Regions from separate parts of the Canis lupus genome. Here region 2 is linked to region 1. A link is a contact called in public Hi-C data. All regions are on one chromosome and are shown on one strand. The core of a region is the stretch at or near the end of the contact, and the rest is flanking DNA. Distances in the headings are between cores, read along the strand shown.

Region 1 (2,983 bases), core at 246-2,745:
AAGATCGAAAAGGATCTTCAACTATAGTCATTCTTTTTAAGTCCTCCTTAGAGGAGTCTCAAGTCCTAGAAACCCGTTCTTCTAATAAAGAAATTCAAATCTAGACACAATAACTCTCCCCAAATTTCTCTTTATAAGAAAATTGATGGTTTGGATGTGATAGTCATTCTGATAAAGGCCCAAGATTTCTTGATAAATAAAAATGTTTCCAACAAAGCATAAGATGTTCCAGAATTGTTAAAACAGCTTGGTTGTTTGTATCCGTTTCTATGTTCAAAACCCACATGGAAAGAATTTAGTGCTAGGAATCACTACTATTGAAAAGAATATTGAAGTAAGTTAAAAAAGAAGTAAGTTAAAAGAATATTGAAGTAAGTTAAATAATATTTATATTTATAATTTATTTATTATATTTATAATATAATATATTATATAAATTATATAAATATATATATACCTCCTATTTGTTTGGAAGCAAAAGTTGCAGTTTCTTGAAGTATATATATATGTGTATGTATATACACACATATGTATATATGCTTATGTGTGTATAATATCTAAACAATCTATTGTTAAATATATTATCCAGTATTTTGACGACTACCCAGCATTTTGTTGAATCCAAGTGGTAATGCTGCAGCAGCTGGTACTGCTCCAATGCTAAATGTGTAGTTAGTGGAGCAGGGGGGTAGTAGGGAAAGGAGACTGCCTGGGGGAAACGGGGTAAGTGACAGAAAGAATGACATTAGAGGAGAAGGTCACCAATGGGGTAGCAAAATGAGAACAGGAGGAAGGCAGGAAGACTGAAAATGGGAAGAGGGTGATATTAGTAAGCTTTGCTTCTTTCCTGAAAAAAAAAAAAAAAGAGAGAGAGAGAGAGGAGAGGTTAAGTAAAAGAAAAACCAGAATCTGCTAAAATGGGAACAAGATAGATACTGAAACACTGAACAAAAAGCTCTAGAAAGAGAACAGGAAATCTCTGCCCAGATGCCCCGATCTCTGCCAAATGTACATTCAGCACCTCCCAGGCCGGGGCTGGCGTCTGTTGCAAGAGGACCCTGTGCTCCTCTCCGTCCACGCTGTAGCAAAAAGAATTGTAAATGTTCACGTACAATCAGTTACAAGAGTGTTATCAGAGCTTAGTCTCTCCCCCAGGCTGTGTTTAGACATCAGGAATTTCTCCCACACAATCAAAGTAAGCCAGGGTCTCCCCAATCACTGACAAACAGGAACACGAGGGAAAACATTTTTTTTTTATTTCAAAGATTTTCTTTTCTTTTCCTTTCTTTCTTTCTTTTCTTTCTTTTCTTTCTTTTCTTTTCTTTTCTTTTCTTTTTTTTTTTTCTTCTTCTTTTCTTTTTCTTCTTCTTTTTTTTTGGAGTTCAATTTGCCAACATATAGCATATCACCCAGAGCTCATCCCGTCAAGTGCCCCCCTCAATGCCTGTCACCCAGTCACCCCAACCCCCCCACCTCCCTTGTACGTTTCCCAAGGGAAGAGCCGTAAGGAAAGGCGGAATGGTGCCAGATGCAGATCCTCTGCTTTAGGAACAGCTCCTCTGTCCTGGCATCCTGCAAGGCAGTCTCCTCAAACTTGAACGGGCACGGGAGTTACCTTGGGGATCTTGTTTAAATGCAGATGCTGGTCCGGACTGGCTGGGACAGAAGCTCTGCATTGCGACAAGCCCCTAGTCATGCCAATGCTGCTGGCCTTGGGTTACAGAGCACCCCGGTGACCCCTGAGTGAGTTAGGGTAAGAGAGATAGAGAGAAGGGAAAGAATCCAGAAGCACATTCTCTCCTGCATGTAAATAGAGAGAGAAGGCGGGAAGCCACACATGTTCTTTGTTCATTTACTACCCCACTTCGTCCGACTCCCAGACACTCAGCATTGCTGCAGTTTCCCTGGAGCACCTGCAGGCAGACGGGCTGCTCTGCTGCACCGATACCAGCGGTGAGTAAGCCCAGTGAAGGAGGGGGGGCTCCCAGGCTCCCCGCACCAGGCTGGTCCTCCAACTTCTCCTGCCATCTCACCCCATCCTTCCTCCTCAGAGAAAACAGCAGTTGTCTCTGAATCTTGCCAGTCTGAATGCCACGGGCATGTTGAAAAGCTTGGGTAATCAAGGCAGAAGTATCGAGAAGGCACTAAAAACCAGACTTGAGGATCGAGGCTAATGGTTTGACTCTGATTTCTACACCCGCCGTAAAGATGTTCCTGATACAGAAGCTTCCTCGGAGCCCCTTGCGTTGGCGCATGAGATGGAAGATGGGGGTGCCTGTACCCTCTTCTCCCAGGGCTGATAATAGCACCTGGGAGAAACTATGTTTGGCCTTGCCAAAGGAGCCTGAATGGATGGATAGTCCAAGCCCAGCTGGGGTGACTTCATCTTACTTTCCTTTGACAGAAACTGCATGTTGCATGATGCAGCGTGGGTGCCCTCAGAGTAGCTACCTACGTTTGCATACTTCCTGGCTGACAGAAGACTCCTGCCCGTGCCTCAGGGCCAGGGTGGTGAGTGTCAGTGGGAGGAGTAACCCAAGTTTCACTTCCTTGCTGGTTGGAGCCCAGCCACAGCAGGCTTCTCTCTCAGAGGAGGAGAGCGCAAGGAGCAGTAGACCCAACTCTCTCTCTCTCTCTCTGCCTCTTCCCATAGCAACTGGCAGGGGCTGGGGGACGTGAGGAGCGCGAATGGGCAGAGCAGAGTCTCTCGAAGGGAAGATGAGCACCCAGGATCCTTCAGATCTGTGGAGCAGATCAGATGGAGATGCTGAGCTGCTTCAGGAATTGGGGTAAGAAGCAAGTCTTTTCAAAGTACTTCTTGGGTGACCATTGACTCCCAATTCCCTCCCAGATGTTCACTTCGGTTGACTATCTTCAGCACCTTGCCGTCTCAGTCCTCTTCGCTTTCCACTTCACCCCTTTGTGTCTGTTAGGCATCTTTCTGCTTGGGGCCAATCACATTTTAAAGGCATATAGTATTTTC
Region 2 (3,125 bases), core at 36-2,535, 190 kb before region 1:
GGAGAAAGTCGTCTGCTGCTATCCTCTGTATAGCTCCAGAAAAACTGCCGAATTTTAACACTTTAAACATTTCACTGAAATCAACGCCTCGGTCCTCCTTAAAAACTATCCTGGGCTCACCACCATGGGGCCTACAGCACCTGCAGCACCTTTCGGCGGGCCTCTAGGGCACACGGCGCCCAGCCAGCCCCTCCCTCGTCGGAGAAAGGAGAGGAGGCCGATGGCAAAACCTAAAGCGGCTGCTCACGGTCTCTCGCCACCAAGTGGCAGAACCACAGCTCGTCCTCCAGCCTCTCAGAGTCTAGATTTCCCTCTCCCTTCATTATTTGGAAACTCACACTCTTCATACACTAGGGACCGGATCCCGACCCCCAAACAAACGCCGACCGGAGGCGCCCCCACAGCGCGTGGGTAGGGCCTCGCCTCCCTCTCGCCTCCAGGCACCCGCCTACGGACGCACTGGAGGAGGGATTAAACCGCAGCCAGCCAATCAGGGAGCTGCTTGGCGCCGGGGACGCGCTCTATCTGACATCACTTCCTCTGCGAACTGGGTCGCGCCGCTTCCACAGCCCCACTCCCCTGTCCCCCGGAAGCCGTGTGGCTAGTGGAGGCTGGCACTTGCAAGAGCCTCTTTTGCGCCCAGAGAAGACCAGAGAGTAGGCAAACGCCAGCGGCAGTGCCAGGTGACTTACCGAGCTGAGGAGTTGTCAGGGAACCGAGAGCACCAACACAGAGCCTTCTCCTAGTGGTCTTGCTACGGCTCACGAATCTTCCCTAGGGAACTTCAACTCCCAGAGGCAGGGACGGTAGCTACGCGTAGGAGACGGCGACGCTTACGCCTTTACGTCATCGAACTGCGCCACGTTTGGACCCGCAGTGGAAGAAAGGGGAGGGAGTTCATGTTGGGCGGAGTTGGAGTTTTTGGAGTGGGGGTGAGGGGTAGTTACGGTGATGTCTGTTTTTCCACCTCCAAGCAAGTGTGTATTTGCAGGCACGTGTTCATTTATATCTTCCTTTGGGGACGAGGGCGGTGTTAAGACACACTTACTCTTAAAAATGTTTAATTCGAGTCCACGGTGGAGGGCTCTTTAATTCTCTATGATGATGAGATGAAAGGAAAGCATAGCTGTGCCTAAACTATAATGTGTGCAGAAGAAAGTTGTCGGTATCACACGGTTGCACGCGACTCAAATGAAAAATCGAATTTTAAGAAGGAGTCAAACTCGCAGTAAGATGCACTTAAATCTAGACTGCTTAAACGTTTTTATTAAAACTATAGTCCTAAATCTTATTCGCCATTCATTCCTTGAACTGTTTTTCCTATGCTGTTTTGCAAAACATCATGTGACATTTCATTGTTCCTAATACATGACCTTATATGATCTTTTTTGCTATATATAGAGCAAGTCAACTGAGGGACAACTGAAACATAATCTAGTAGACTGTCGTTTTCTATTTAGCTTTTGTTTTGGCCTACTTCTAATAGGTAATTACTACGGAATTTGAAGATAAGAATGAGATTTGAGTGGATGAATTAGAAGACTGCCACATTGGTACGGGAAGAATTGTGAAGTAAATTACTCTTGATATTTGAAAACATATTTGAGCCTGTTTAAAGGTTTTAATAAACAAAATTAAATGCAGGATTTGAGTTCTCTAGTCAGAAAACTGAAATCATTTTTGCTTTAAACCCTCAAATTTTACTTGAAAAGCTGTGTCAGCTATAACATTGTTGTGGGTCACTCCCTATTTCTTCCTCGTCTTAAATCTAAAAGATCTCCTGGCTGAACATTGACAACAAAGTCTGGATCCATTTCTGATGTTAGTAGGGCATCTTTTTTTCAGCTGCCTCTATATCAGGCTAAAGAGTAGCTGAGGGAGGATTAGTAATTGGATATGTAGCCCTTCACATGTAGGTCATTAAACTCAAGCTGGCATAGTGACATGCCATATTTTTCAGCAGCTGTTCAGTGCCTCTCAGGATTCTGATTATGAGTAATTACATATTTTTCAGTGTTAATATTTGGCATCCTTATATATTTAAAGCAGAATTTTTGAAGTTACCTTAAAAATTCATATTGTCATCGTGGAGCCAATAAGTTTTCTTTTGATACAGCCACTTTAACTTTACAGTCTAACTTTTACAGGTACAAATATTTAAGTGGTTCTACTATCAGTACAAAGCAAGCACCAAGAAAAGTGCCAGCAAGAAGAGGGGGGAGATTTAATCAGAAATTGAAGTATAATATAGACTGTACTTGAAAGTAAATTCATGATAGGAAATAATCTTATTTTCATTGAATTGTATAACTTCATGTATTTGTTCATGAGACACATTCATTGAGTTCATGTTTTTGTCTTAGTACTGTTGATGCAAAGATAACTAAATCATAATCTCTGTCCTTGTAAGAATCCATCAACTGGTGAGAGAGCCAGCTGTAAATAAATACCCTTACAATGTACAGTGTGCTTGAGATGCCTATACATGGAAAGGAGACACTAACTGCTCTTGGAGACAGGAGATTTAGTTTTAGAAATTAATTTTGCTTCATCTCGGAAAGCAAGTGGTTTTCGAGATATCAAGAAGAGAAAGGTATTCAAAATATTGAGAGCTGTAAAAGCAAAGACATGTCATAATTTGACACATGATTGAAAAGCTGTGGGTAGGATGAGAAAAAAAGGAAGAAAGAAGAACCCTAAGGGTATTTAAAAATTTGGACAACTGTAGGAATGTAATTATGTTAAACTGGGTCATTTAAAGAATAGTGGAAGAAAATTAGGTTTATTAAAAAATAATAATTTGATACTGAATACATGGGTCCTAGGGAGTATGCAGGATATTTAAGTAGAAATAGAGATTTAGAAATCATCAGCACTTATATGGTGGTTTAAGCCAAAATAAGAGTTTGAAATCAAAGACATACTAGTTCTAGGGTTGCAAACCTATAAGCCTATGAGGACTAGGAGGTAAGAAATGTGAGAAACTATCTGGGAGAAAAGTGCCACAAACCTGAGAGAGAGTATTCTCTGTTTAGTCAAGCACAAATACCAAGTAGGAATATGAGTTTCATTATACTAGATCTCAATTTTTAAAGAGCAGCCAGAAAAAAAAAAAAAAAAGAGCA

The links. Hi-C and Micro-C count contacts between places; a contact is called where the count stands out from the background.
Region 2: a Hi-C map of blood shows a contact between it and region 1, with 2.6 times the contacts expected there. The contact joins the promoter of TRMT10A here to the promoter of DAPP1 in region 1. A contact is called at or near these places in 3 of 9 Hi-C or Micro-C datasets (amygdala and blood).

Annotation. Positions count from the first base shown.
Region 1 is chr32:18,116,638-18,119,620 of UU_Cfam_GSD_1.0, reverse strand. DAPP1 (dual adapter for phosphotyrosine and 3-phosphotyrosine and 3-phosphoinositide) reads left to right here and starts at 1,495. Exons shown (of 10, transcript XM_038582040.1): 1 at 1,495-1,953; 2 at 2,654-2,789. The coding sequence starts at 2,689.
Region 2 is chr32:18,310,967-18,314,091 of UU_Cfam_GSD_1.0, reverse strand. It overlaps TRMT10A (tRNA methyltransferase 10 homolog A), which reads right to left and starts at 1,285. Exons shown (of 8, transcript XM_038582051.1): 1 at 693-1,285. It overlaps MTTP (microsomal triglyceride transfer protein large subunit), which reads left to right and starts at 557. Exons shown (of 18, transcript XM_038582043.1): 1 at 557-683.